4 separate regions of the Mus musculus genome follow, and all the other regions are linked to region 3. A link is a contact called in public HiChIP or PLAC-seq and promoter capture Hi-C data. All regions are on one chromosome and are shown on one strand. Each heading gives the region's core, a stretch centred on a gene start, on an enhancer-like site or on the middle of the called end of the contact. The rest is flanking DNA. Distances are from core to core; before and after follow the strand shown. Region 1 overlaps Gxylt1 (glucoside xylosyltransferase 1). Region 2 overlaps Prickle1 (prickle planar cell polarity protein 1). Region 3 holds the start of Pus7l (pseudouridylate synthase 7-like). Region 4 overlaps Yaf2 (YY1 associated factor 2).

What was found. Promoter capture Hi-C pulls out the DNA fragments that hold promoters and counts their contacts. HiChIP or PLAC-seq counts read pairs in DNA pulled down with a chosen protein or histone mark.
Region 1: an H3K27ac HiChIP or PLAC-seq map of double positive thymocytes shows a contact between it and region 3, with 9 times the contacts expected there. The contact joins the enhancer-like site here to the promoter of Pus7l in region 3. A contact is called at or near these places in 11 of 39 promoter capture datasets (the 3T3-L1 cell line, 3T3-L1-derived adipocytes, the C10 cell line and 6 more), 1 of 15 datasets of contacts at CTCF or cohesin (large pre-B cells), 5 of 484 Hi-C or Micro-C datasets (3T3-L1-derived adipocytes, B cells, CD8 T cells and 2 more), 8 of 115 datasets of contacts at active chromatin or transcription factors (T-cell acute lymphoblastic leukemia, bone marrow-derived dendritic cells, bone marrow-derived macrophages and 5 more) and 3 of 9 other capture datasets (adipose tissue, embryonic stem cells and liver).
Region 2: a contact with region 3 is called in an H3K27ac HiChIP or PLAC-seq map of thymic regulatory T cells, with 10 times the contacts expected there. The contact joins the enhancer-like site here to the promoter of Pus7l in region 3. A contact is called at or near these places in 11 of 39 promoter capture datasets (the 3T3-L1 cell line, 3T3-L1-derived adipocytes, the HPC-7 cell line and 7 more), 12 of 115 datasets of contacts at active chromatin or transcription factors (the NIH/3T3 cell line, acute myeloid leukemia, cardiomyocytes and 9 more) and 4 of 9 other capture datasets (adipose tissue, embryonic stem cells, liver and 1 more).
Region 4: a contact with region 3 is called in a promoter capture Hi-C map of 3T3-L1-derived adipocytes, with 8 times the contacts expected there. The contact joins the enhancer-like site here to the promoter of Pus7l in region 3. A contact is called at or near these places in 10 of 39 promoter capture datasets (the 3T3-L1 cell line, 3T3-L1-derived adipocytes, the C10 cell line and 5 more), 4 of 115 datasets of contacts at active chromatin or transcription factors (embryonic forebrain, embryonic stem cells, large pre-B cells and 1 more) and 2 of 9 other capture datasets (adipose tissue and liver).

The regions. Positions count from the first base shown.
Region 1 is chr15:93,250,732-93,253,431 of GRCm38.p6, forward strand. The region is part of intron 4 of Gxylt1 (glucoside xylosyltransferase 1); the gene reads right to left. Among named protein-coding and RNA genes, the nearest start is that of Gxylt1, 23 kb to the right of the region's middle. Within about 2 kb of position 1,255, at least 50 of the 459 cell types and tissues checked have an H3K27ac peak or open chromatin away from gene starts, as enhancers often do. A contact at or near this core is called in CD8 T cells, adipose tissue and double positive thymocytes, where this site is marked.
Region 2 is chr15:93,512,608-93,515,307 of GRCm38.p6, forward strand. It overlaps Prickle1 (prickle planar cell polarity protein 1), which reads right to left. Exons shown (of 8, transcript NM_001033217.5): 2 at 1-29. Among named protein-coding and RNA genes, the nearest start is that of Prickle1, 82 kb to the right of the region's middle. Within about 2 kb of position 1,419, at least 51 of the 459 cell types and tissues checked have an H3K27ac peak or open chromatin away from gene starts, as enhancers often do. A contact at or near this core is called in the HPC-7 cell line, embryonic limb bud, epiblast stem cells and 2 more, where this site is marked.
Region 3 is chr15:94,542,161-94,544,860 of GRCm38.p6, forward strand. Pus7l (pseudouridylate synthase 7-like) reads right to left here and starts at 1,347. Exons shown (of 9, transcript NM_172437.3): 1 at 1,300-1,347. It overlaps Irak4 (interleukin-1 receptor-associated kinase 4), which reads left to right and starts at 1,500. Exons shown (of 12, transcript NM_029926.5): 1 at 1,500-1,666.
Region 4 is chr15:93,318,347-93,321,046 of GRCm38.p6, forward strand. All of the region lies in intron 2 of Yaf2 (YY1 associated factor 2), which reads right to left. Among named protein-coding and RNA genes, the nearest start is that of Yaf2, 17 kb to the right of the region's middle. Within about 2 kb of position 1,450, at least 65 of the 459 cell types and tissues checked have an H3K27ac peak or open chromatin away from gene starts, as enhancers often do. A contact at or near this core is called in 3T3-L1-derived adipocytes, the HPC-7 cell line, adipose tissue and 1 more, where this site is marked.

The DNA of each region.
Region 1 (2,700 bases), core at 5-2,504, 1.3 Mb before region 3:
GAGTCAACCAGAGCAAGCAGAGGTCCTAAAAATTCAATTCCCAACAACCACATGAAGGCTATACACACACAACCATCTGTACAACTACTGTGGACTCACATCATAAAATAAATAAATCTTTAAAAAATAATTTAAAAAAAAAGCAAAAGGGCTGGAGCCAGGTCGGCCATTGAAGGCGAGGCTCACAATCAGGACAGCAGCACTGGCCAGGTGGGTTGGGGAGTAGTGTGCTTGCCACACAGTGCAGATGCCAGCCTTTAGATCCTCAGGAGGTAGGTAAAGTCAGGCAGGTACGGCAGCTGCTCAGAGTGAGCTAGCCGAGCCATAACTGGTTAAATCCCTCAGATCATCAAGAGATACTACTTCAGTCAAGAGTGACTAAAGAAGACACTCAACATCATTAGGTCTTTGCATCCATGTAAATATATAGCGTGTGTATACCACACACATGCACACACATGCAAGAAAACCAAGATTCAACGTTGCAAACACCATCAGGACACAAAGTGCGAGTGTACCCAACAGTTTAAACAACAGAGTGTCCTGCTTACCAAGCAGTAAGAGATACAAAGAACAAAACAGAGCTTCGTTGTTTTTAATGCTCCTGTGATGCAGCAGATTGGAACTGCATGATAACAACAGCAAGAACAGTGTCAGCCAGGAAATAAATAAGCCGGGCCTTTATTATAAACAGGTTCTCTTTAGGTTTGCATGTAAGAACCATGAAGCCACGTCCAAGGATCTGTAAGGAACAACCTGTAAGGAAAGTGACTGCGAGCCAAGTGGCTAAAGACCCAAAATTTATAATCTGTGCCCAAAGTTACTGAGCAGGGGAAACCAAGGCAACATTTGCTACAAAGACAGAAAAACTAGGAAGAAAAATATACATGAATGTATTTTAAAAATCAGTAAATGCTATAGAGCCATCCCAGCAAGTTCCTGTGTGACAATGCTGAAGAATGACATCGTCACAGAGCTGTGTCTCTAGCTGGCCTAAAACCAGAAAGAAAACAGGAAGGGGGGGCGGAACCTCTCAGGAAGCTGAGAGGACTTTAAGAGCAGTAGTGAGTTTCAGCTCTACTGTCCAGTTTTAAAATCAAAGTGTTAAATTATTTCCACTTTTTTTGCAATAGCAAATTCATAATTCTACCAAGTTCAAAATGCAGTCAGTGAGAAGTCAAACAGTTCTCAGCAGATAACCTTACAGCACCATCTTCTGGCGCGACATCAGCAAACACAGTCTGGCAAGCAGAAGAGCAGGCCGGTGGACAAGCTGCTTCCGCATAAGAAAGCTTTACGGCCCATGAGATGGAACCACCCAGAACCTAAGAGCAAACGAAACAAAGCATCCACTGTTCAGCGCGAGCTGACGCCAAGTGTGGGGGCGGCTCCTGGGGTCAACTTGACTCCACCTGAAGTTAACTGACACCCAAGCAAATAACGCTGGTGAGGGGGGTTTCTTAATGAAACCATCTGAAGTGGGAAGCCATTCAGTTTCCATCTGCTTCACACCTGCTGGCAGCCTATACAAAGGACGTGGAAGGAGGAGGCTTGACCTCACTCCCGATGGCCAGCCCATCCTTCACCGCATTACCGGCTACATCCTGAGGATTCCGACGTGAAGACCAGCTGACACATCTTCCCTGCACCAAACAACTCCTGGATTCTTAGACTTTTGGTTGGTAGATAGCCATTGTTGAACTATCAGAAGCACATCCTGTAAGTCACTAATAACTCCTGTATGTATATAGTGAGTATATAGTATGTATATATGCTCTACATATATATCTAATGAGACAATTCATTCTATCCGTTGTGTTCCTCTAGAGAACCCTGCAGTACATTACTGATGGAAAGGCTGACACACACTAGTGACGACAGCAAGCAACACTCTGCCCACACTGAAGACAGCACCGGCACTGACGTGGAGGAACACGGCTTCCCCCCAGCACTCGGGAGGCAGAGGCAGACAGAGAAGTTCAGAACAGCCAGGAGCTCAAAACAAAACAAAAAACAAACAAACAAAAAAACACAGGAGGAAAAAAAGGGGAAAAAATTCTGCATGGCATAAAGATATGAAGATTTAAACAGATATATAGAAGGGACAAAGAACAATGTAAATTCTGATCTGCCAGAACTCACTGAAAAATGCAATTATATAACACAGATAAACTCTTAGTTCCCCAGAGCTTAATTATTCCTAACTAGAAATAAAAACATAAGCATTGGAGGGAAAGCCTGTGGTGTTGGTTTTTTTTTTCCAGAAATCCATGTTTTTACTTAACTTCACCTCACACTTATTTTAAAATCTGACCAGTAGGTGTCGTGCTGTAAACTGGACTTTGTAGGGTTGTTTGCTTAGTTAAACTGTGTAGTATGTGTATGTGCCTGAGTAATGTTGTATGTGCTGTGTTCCTGCAGTCACCTGTGGGGGGGAGGGGGGGAAGAGCAGAGGATCAGAGGATGCCCTGAACTGGAGTCGCCATGCAGCTGTGAGCCTCCAAATCTTAGTGCTGGGAACCAAACCCAGCTCTTCCGCATGAGGTGATCAGCAACCATTTAAGCCACTAAGCAGACAGGCCTAAAGCACGGGCATATTACATCACCCTCCACTGTACAGATAAAGAAACCCCCGAGACAGTCAAAACTCACCCCACCCACTCAGTCCTAAGGAGACACGGTTGGAGCCAGACTGACAGG
Region 2 (2,700 bases), core at 169-2,668, 1.0 Mb before region 3:
TTAGTCACAGGACATCCAAGAGACAGCTGCTGTGGGTGACATAGAAGGCGCTGTGTTAAAAAGCAATGCTTCTCTACCAAGAGCTTCTAGTTTACATATGGATGGGCTCAGAGACAGTGAACCAAACGCCTGGGTTTGCTGACTTCAGGCCCCGTGCCACTCAGGCAATTAGGAAGTGACTCCCTTAACCAGCTCAGTACCAAAGAAAACGGGCCACCAGGCTAGTGCTCTCTGTTGCCTTTAAAGGATACTTCTTGCTCGAGTAAGGGGATGGCTCTGCTTGACTTGTTTACCTATGCGTGAGATCCTGCGAGGTGTAAGAGTTTAAACAGAAGTGGGGAACTGGGCTCTGCCTTGCCCAGAAAGCTGGCCGCAGAGACCCTGCTCAGTCCCCCAGATTTCCTAAGCAAGTTTTCCAGTGGAGGCAGCAGAGACAGCCGAGAGTGTTATCCCTGAAGTAAACCGTACAGTTTAAACTTCTAATCCCTGACATCAAACTTCTACACCCAGGACAGGCAGTCAGCGAATCCCCTCGGAATACTGGATACGGTGCCAGGTCACAGATGGGTCCAGCTTGGAGACTTGATTGTTTAATCTCATTATCAACCAACGTTTAGGAAGGCTTATTGAGTGTGAAATGGAACCAGCCCCACTATTGGTCAAAGTGAGGTGTTAAATTTCTGAATAAGAAAGCTGTCTCAGAAAAAGGGTACTGAAGGTGTCAAGGAGTGGTCCTGAGGCTGAGATGTTGGCTTTGGTAGCACGGTGTGTTATCCCTTTGTCTTATAGTTCTTAAAAATCATCGCTCACACACGAGGCACTAAGAAGGAAAACAAGAACCTTCACGATTCCAGTTTTCTTTAAACGTTTTGATCCTGACATATTTTAATATAAAGAAGTTTGTGTGTTAGGGGGCCGGAGAGATAGCTCGGTGGTTAAGGGCTATGGCTGCTCTTCTAGAAGACCTGAGTTCAATTCTCAGCACCCACATGGCAGCCCACAACTGGCTAGAGTTCCAATTCTAGAGACCTGGCACCTTCAAACATACATGCAGGCAAAACACCAACGCACATAAAATAAATATTAATATATTTTTTTAAATTATTAGTCTGATCCAGTCACTTTACAGAGAGGGTTCCAGGATGGCAAATGCCTCCTGTATAAGAAGAGTTAAAGCCTAATCCCTCTGTCTTTAAATCCTAACCAATCCCAGACCGAGGTAAAATGATGTTTCAGCAATTCTCTCAGTGCAACACTAAATTCTTAGTGTTGGTGGGGTCGGGGGAGTCACTTGTTAAAATACACCGCTAGCAAAATATCCAAGGACATTTTAAACTTCGAACTTGAGAACAGCTCACAAAGGGGCAGAGTTAAAAGAGCACCTGCCTCATGGCTGCAGTCATTCCTGCAGGAGAAATGGTGACTCAGCAAGATACCGCCCCAGCCAGTAAACGGGCTTTCAGGCACCCCAACAGAAGGGCAGGCAGCCTCATTTCCGACTCCACGGTGGCGGGGGTTCTCACCTCTGACCCAGCCGTGGCACACAGGTGCAGACAATTCACGTCTTAGCAAAGACTGGAAACAGAGGTGCATTCCTCCACCCCCTCAATAAAAGGGGACGTGTTAATGAAAGTCAGAAGACAGCTTGGGTCTTTCCCTTTTGCCCTGTAAGATCCGCCCCTGTGTGTCAAAGGAAGAGACTAGGGGTTAAGACTTTAATTAGTAACTCATGGGCTCTCACCAGGAGAACTGCTACTTTCGATGCAATTTAACCTGAATTTTGAAACGGGGAGCATTTGTCTGCTGCCAAACCTGGCTGGGGGGTGGGGTAGGAGGAAAACAACAGAATATAAATATTTTTAAAAAAAGAGCCTTTAAAAATTAAATGCTACTCTATTTTCAAAACTAGAAAAATAAAACAAAAGCTCTGCAAATGGTGAGAGACCATGTTTTCTGCCTCCTAAACCAAAGGTCTAAATCCCTTCTTAGAGCTGTTCTCTCTGAGAATGTGGGATGAGTCCCTATCCTGATGGGGGTAAATCGTGTGACATGTCACTTGGATGCAATGTCCCCATTTTAAACCACAAACTCACACAGGTTTTAGTCCAGCCTTTCAACAAACTTTCTCGACAACATAAAGGGTACCACAATTGTAGGAAAGCAGAGATCCACTTTCATCCCAGTGTTAGCTTCCAGTTTTACCGGGTGGTGTGACCACAGTACCTGCTACCATTAGCATTTAAATATTTAAATGCAGTATGAAGCCTTAGGGCCGGTTGTCCGGAGGCAAGGAGGCAAGGAGTTAAGGAGCCTTAGAACCAGAGCCATCAGAGGGAGAAGCAAGCTGGAGGTTGGCAGAGTTGGTGTACTTTTTCAGGGATTATCTTAGGAGTGATCCACGCATGCGGCCTCTAAGCCACAGGAAGTGTTAACACTTCCATGCCTCTCCTTTGTCTTTTCTCACCCCTCTCTTTTCTTGGAAACTAGCTAGCTCCTTTCACCATTTCATTCATTTAAAAAGAACCACACATCCCAGCCTGCAGCTGTATGGCTTCTCCATCATCGTATATGTGTCAAGAGAGCATCTGACCCAAGATGCTTTCTTCCGTCTTCCTTGGGAACCAGGCAGAGACACATAGTGTACAGACATACACACATGCAGGCAAAATACCCAATCACATAAAAATTTAAAAAAACAAA
Region 3 (2,700 bases), core at 97-2,596:
ATACATTGGAAATTAGATCACGAAGAAGGATAAGAAAGGAAAGTCTATAATAAATAGTTACGTGAACTTCTCTGTACACTTCAAGGTCGGATAAGTCAGTCCTGGTCCCTCATCTTGTTCTAAATTCTCTACAGGAAAGATACAAACATCTCAAGCTAATGAAAGGGAATTTCTACCAAGTCACTGGCATAGAAGAAAAGAAAGTCTCATGGTGTTTTCTTGGAGCAGCGGCCCAAGGCCAATTCTATAGGGAATGAATCACAGTCCTCACACAATCTACTCTCTCCACGACACACGGAGCCCTGAGAGAGCAGCTTCACTGCCTAGCTCTTGTATTTCCCAGACTTTACAAGTAATTGATCATCTACATCCTCAGACATTTTCACCCACCAATAATCTAATCTATAGGATTCATCTATAAGCTTTAGGAACCTGTTTTCTTTTCTTTCACACACACACAAAGAAAAAAACTGATTTAATTTCCTGTATAGCATGACTAGCTAATGTGTTCATTATTTACTGTCCATCTTCTTCAACTTAAAGTGTCAGTTCCACATGAGCCAGAATTCTGACTAGCCCATATTCAGAACAGCACCAAGGACATAGTAGGTCTGCAGTAGATACTAGTTGAACAGATACAAGTAGAACACAGTAAGAGCGTTAATGGTGACAAGAAAGAAAGAAGTGTTAACTTTTGTCTATGATAATCAGGAATGGTATATAATAAACTGCTACTTGACTTTGGAAATAGTTCAAGAGACAGAAGCGGGGTAGAAATACCACGTGCAAGTACAATCAAGACGGGCACTGGGGGGGGGGGGGGGAAGGGGGAAGCCCTGACACAGAGCAGAGGGGATAGGGAGAATACAGCTGAAGTAATGCTGACAAGGAAAGATAGTGAACACCCTGTCAAAGGTTGGCATCTGCCCCCGTGGAGTTGTTTCTAATGGCAGATGGAAATCAGCAGTCAGCTCTGACCAAGTCCACAGGGGTCCTCGGAACCCTAGGGATTGTTGGAAAAGAAAGACCATAGGACGGCTTTCCAGGCTACACGTGGGGACAGTGCAGCACGAAGGCATGGCAGTCAAGCAGCTAGTCAAGAGGCGGGCAGACAGGGCACGTGGGGGCGAGGGTGGCAAGAGCTCCTCCTCCGCTCCGCGGGGCGAGCCGAGGCTGCAGAGGGACTCCCACCCCAACCCCACCCCGCTCCCTGGGCGCCGCCACCACGCCTCCCTCCCCGGTCCAGCAGTCTTGGATCCACCGGTGACCCGGCATCCTAATAGACTCTGTGAGCTCTACCTCGCTTCCGTGAGAAAGTGGTCCGCCGAGTGACACAGTGCGCATGCCCAGAAGCCTTTCCGCCGCCTAGCCTCTTACAGGGACATTTAAAGGGACAGGCTCCGGTTGGTGTAGCTCTTCCCTGGGTGGAGCTCGGGGAGGGAAAGGCGTGGCCTTCCGGATTGGCTCCGCCCCTATACTCTCACCCTTAGCTGACCTGCCCTCCCTGTCCCACAGGGGGATATGATGCCCCGGTGACCCGCAGCATCCCGATCGCAGGCAGTCTGAAGTCGCCTGGTGGTCCTGCGTCCTCCACCCCCGAGTCCTCGCCGGACCGTGGCGGGACGCCGATCGCCTTGTCCAGGAAGCGAGGGACGTCCGAGAGGAAGTAGGTTGTATGAGGAAGGCTGATCTCAAGCCACGATCTCTCCGCTGTCCTCTGTCCCGGGCCGGGTTGGTGATCAGTCGCTTCGCTCCAGAACCAGGAAATGGGCGCACTCGGGCAGAGGAGGCTTGGGGAGCCCCGCAGCCTCTGTGCGCTGCTCTGCCGCCGGAGTGTCTCGCTTGCTCGCTATGGGGAGCATAGGAAGCTAGCTGTAGTCAGACAGTCCAACAGGTAGAGGGAGAGGTAAGCGCAAGACAGATTGGAAGCAAGAGAGGGGCAGGAAAAGCATTCCCAAGAGAGCAAGAAAGCACCATTAGCTTTCGGAATGGACACAGTGGCCCCAAAGCAGGAAATTTAAAAAAAAAAAAAAATCGATTTTTCCGTTTCTGGGAGTAATTCTTCAAGATGTATGCCAAAGAGCTCAGGGTTTTTTTTTTTAATTCTCCTATTTTCATGCTAAACATTTTTGCTTCCTACATGTTTCAAGACTGATCTGATCACTCCGGCCAAACTTGGGCCTCCCAGTCTTGTCTTTGTTGTGTTCCCTGTTCAAACAGAAACAAACAAAAAACAAACAAACAAAACAACTTAGGAGATGAATTCGCACTCTACAGTAGCACAGACTTCTGTTGACTGCACTGCAGACAACAACGGACTGAACCGCTGAGCCTGTAAGCCAGCCCCAATTGAATGCTGTCCTTTATAAGAATTGCCTTGGTCATGGTGTCTCTTCACAGCAATGGAAACCCTAACTGAGACAAGTCACCAACTGGGAACCAAGTACTCAAATGAGGGACGATGGAATCCCCTCCTGTTCAAACCACCGCAGGCAGCGTTTAACAGACTGCCAAATGCATTCTCAGCTTGCTACCTTCTTCCATCATTAGAATAAAACTCCCCTGTGTTCTTGCCTCCCTTTTCTCCCTATTCTTCCTAACGTTTTATTTTTCAGGCACCTGGATTAATATCTGTCACAGATAGGACATGTCTTGGTGAATGGATGACATTATACATTTTAGTATACCCAAAGCGTTTTA
Region 4 (2,700 bases), core at 200-2,699, 1.2 Mb before region 3:
TAGTGATCTTAACCGCTGAGCCATCTCTCCAGCCCTGTAAATTTTATACTAAAATTTACACAACTAATATGGTGGGCTAGCAATCATTAGACTTCACGTGGGGACTGAACCTAGGGCTAAGCAACCCCCGGCCACCTGAGCCCCCTGCGCCAGCCCCCTGCGCCAGCCGGCAAGATCCCTGTGGCCTCACTCTTCTTTACTCCGTGGAAATAAACTAAACAAAGCTTCTAAGTTTCCCTGTCTCATCTAAAACTTAAGGAAGACTAAAACAATATAAAGTCACTTCTCCACAGAAACAAATTTAGATTATGAAGATCTTGTATCTTAATACTGTTATGAAGTATCTAGTACATGGCACAAATAGCAAAGTCTCTTAGAGTAGCTTGCTAAAATTTTTGCTAGATTCACACTTAATTTTATCATGCGCATTTCTCTGGGTAAATTATATCCATTTTCTAAGTCTAAAGTATAATCATCATGAATGATTTCAATTTTAAGTGACTAGTTCATTCAATCTGGGTACTCCAGGCACCAGGTGTACTCCAGTGTGTCTCACCACACATCTGTCTTCACTGTGGTGACACTGAGTGCTGAGCACAGGGACACAGCAGGGCAGGGAACTAGGACAAGGGTAAGCCCTTATCAAAGCAGGAAGTCTAAGCTTGCTGGGCTTTCTTCCCTGCCCTGCTATGTGGCCTGCTCTGTGCCTGCTCCACCACAGGGACTGCGCTCTTTCCAGAAGCTGGACATAGTCTACCAAGCTGAACTCAGCAAGCCTCTTTTCTTCCTCCAGTATCCACCTTCATGGATTTGTTATTGAAACAGACAGCAGATCTCTGTTTTGAATTGTAATGTACAGATTAGGGCTGTTGTTTGGTTTTAGTTTGTTTGAGACAGAATTTCTCTGTGTATCCCTGGATATCCTGGGCTCATTCTGTAGACCAGGCTAGCTTTGGACTCAAGAGATCCATCTGCCTCCGCCTCCCAAGCGCCTGAATTTAAAGCGTACACTACCACACCAAGCTCAGTTTACTATTTTTAAGAGTCATCTAAATCAGTATTTTTAGTTACAGACTCTCCCGTAAAGTCAAGTCACTGAAGAATGGGGAGCACACTGAACAAAGAATTTACATGTATTACATGGGTTACAAGAGCAATTATATAAACATTTTTAGAGCTAAAAGGCATCATTCCAAATAAAGCAATATCCAATTTTTTATTTAAAGCAAATATTGACTCCATTTAGATATGAGTTCTAAACTTAAAATATAATTAAATTCATTTAACAGTAAGAGCATTAGGCACATGCACAGTATTCTCACAGACCCAACAGGCTAACGTGCATTCGGAGTGAAAGTTACACGGCGCTGCTGCTGTTGCATAAACTCAACTACAACGGAGTAGTTCTCTGTGTGCGCCAACAGGACTTGAAGCAAGACCTCACACATTAGCCAATGTTCTCCCACTAAGCCATAAGCCTTCCAAGCAGATTATACTTCTAATTCTAGAGGTCAGGGTGCTCTGCTCAATAAGAGAACCTTAAACTCTACGATTATAATATGCATCAACCAAAACTGACTCCTCAGTATTCAAAACAGGACCAAACATTTCATCACAGACTCAATCTGAACTGTAAAAATAAATAAATAAATCCCAGATTCAAATGAGAAAATGAGGTAGCTAAAGCCAGATAGGCCAATCTCTATAAATTCAAGGCCAGCCTGGTCCACAAAGGAGTTTCAGGGCATCCCCAGCTACACAGAAAGACTCTGTCTCAAAAAGAAAAAACAAACAAACAAAAAACCGAACAAACAGAAAAACAGCATGTGGTAGCTAGCTGGGCATGGTGAAGCACACTTATCCCAATAATCAAGACGCAGGAGGATCCTTTGTTTAAGCCGCTTTTTTGGGTAGACAAACAAACTCTCTCAAATAACATAAAACCCAGGCGTGGTGTTTTGCCTGTAATCCCACACTCTTGAGGCCTAGGCAGAAGAATCACCATTAGTCTGAGGCCACGTTGAGCCGGGCAGTGAGTTTAAAGTCATGCCGGGCTTTCTGTCTATACAGTCAGATGCTACCTGGGATGAGAGTGGGACTGAGGGCTGAAGCAGCTCCACTGTAGAGCACTTGCCTAACATGCACAACATTGTAGGTTCAACGCCCAGCAGTCAACATAAGAACCTGGGTAGGATAAAGGTAGCAGGTATAATTCATTGTTGGACCCTTGTCTATTATGTATGAGGCCTGGGATTCTATCTCTAGCTGTCTCTTTTGTCTCTGTTTTTCTCTCTATGTCTCTATCACACACATATACACACTCTGAATATTCACATTTTAACTACATAAGCCATGATCAATATCATTCTAATACACAACTATAAGACATTATGGTAGATTTGTCTTAGTAATGGAAACTACCCAGACATTAAAATTTGCCAGAAACACTGTTGTGAATTATTTCTATAGCCAATGTCATTGCCAACAAATTATGAAGTGAAAATATGAGGTCAGTGCATGTCCACTTTCTTGAGTGACACTTCAGAACTAACGCATAAATAAGCAACTGTTGTTAAAGTGCAGGTGAGCTCCAATCCCCGAAGCCCTGCTCTGCCCTCAGCAGCTTGCTTTACTTCCATTCTGGGTTCCCATAATGAACACAAAGTTTAACTGTAAACTCTGGTGGACCCTGAAATGACT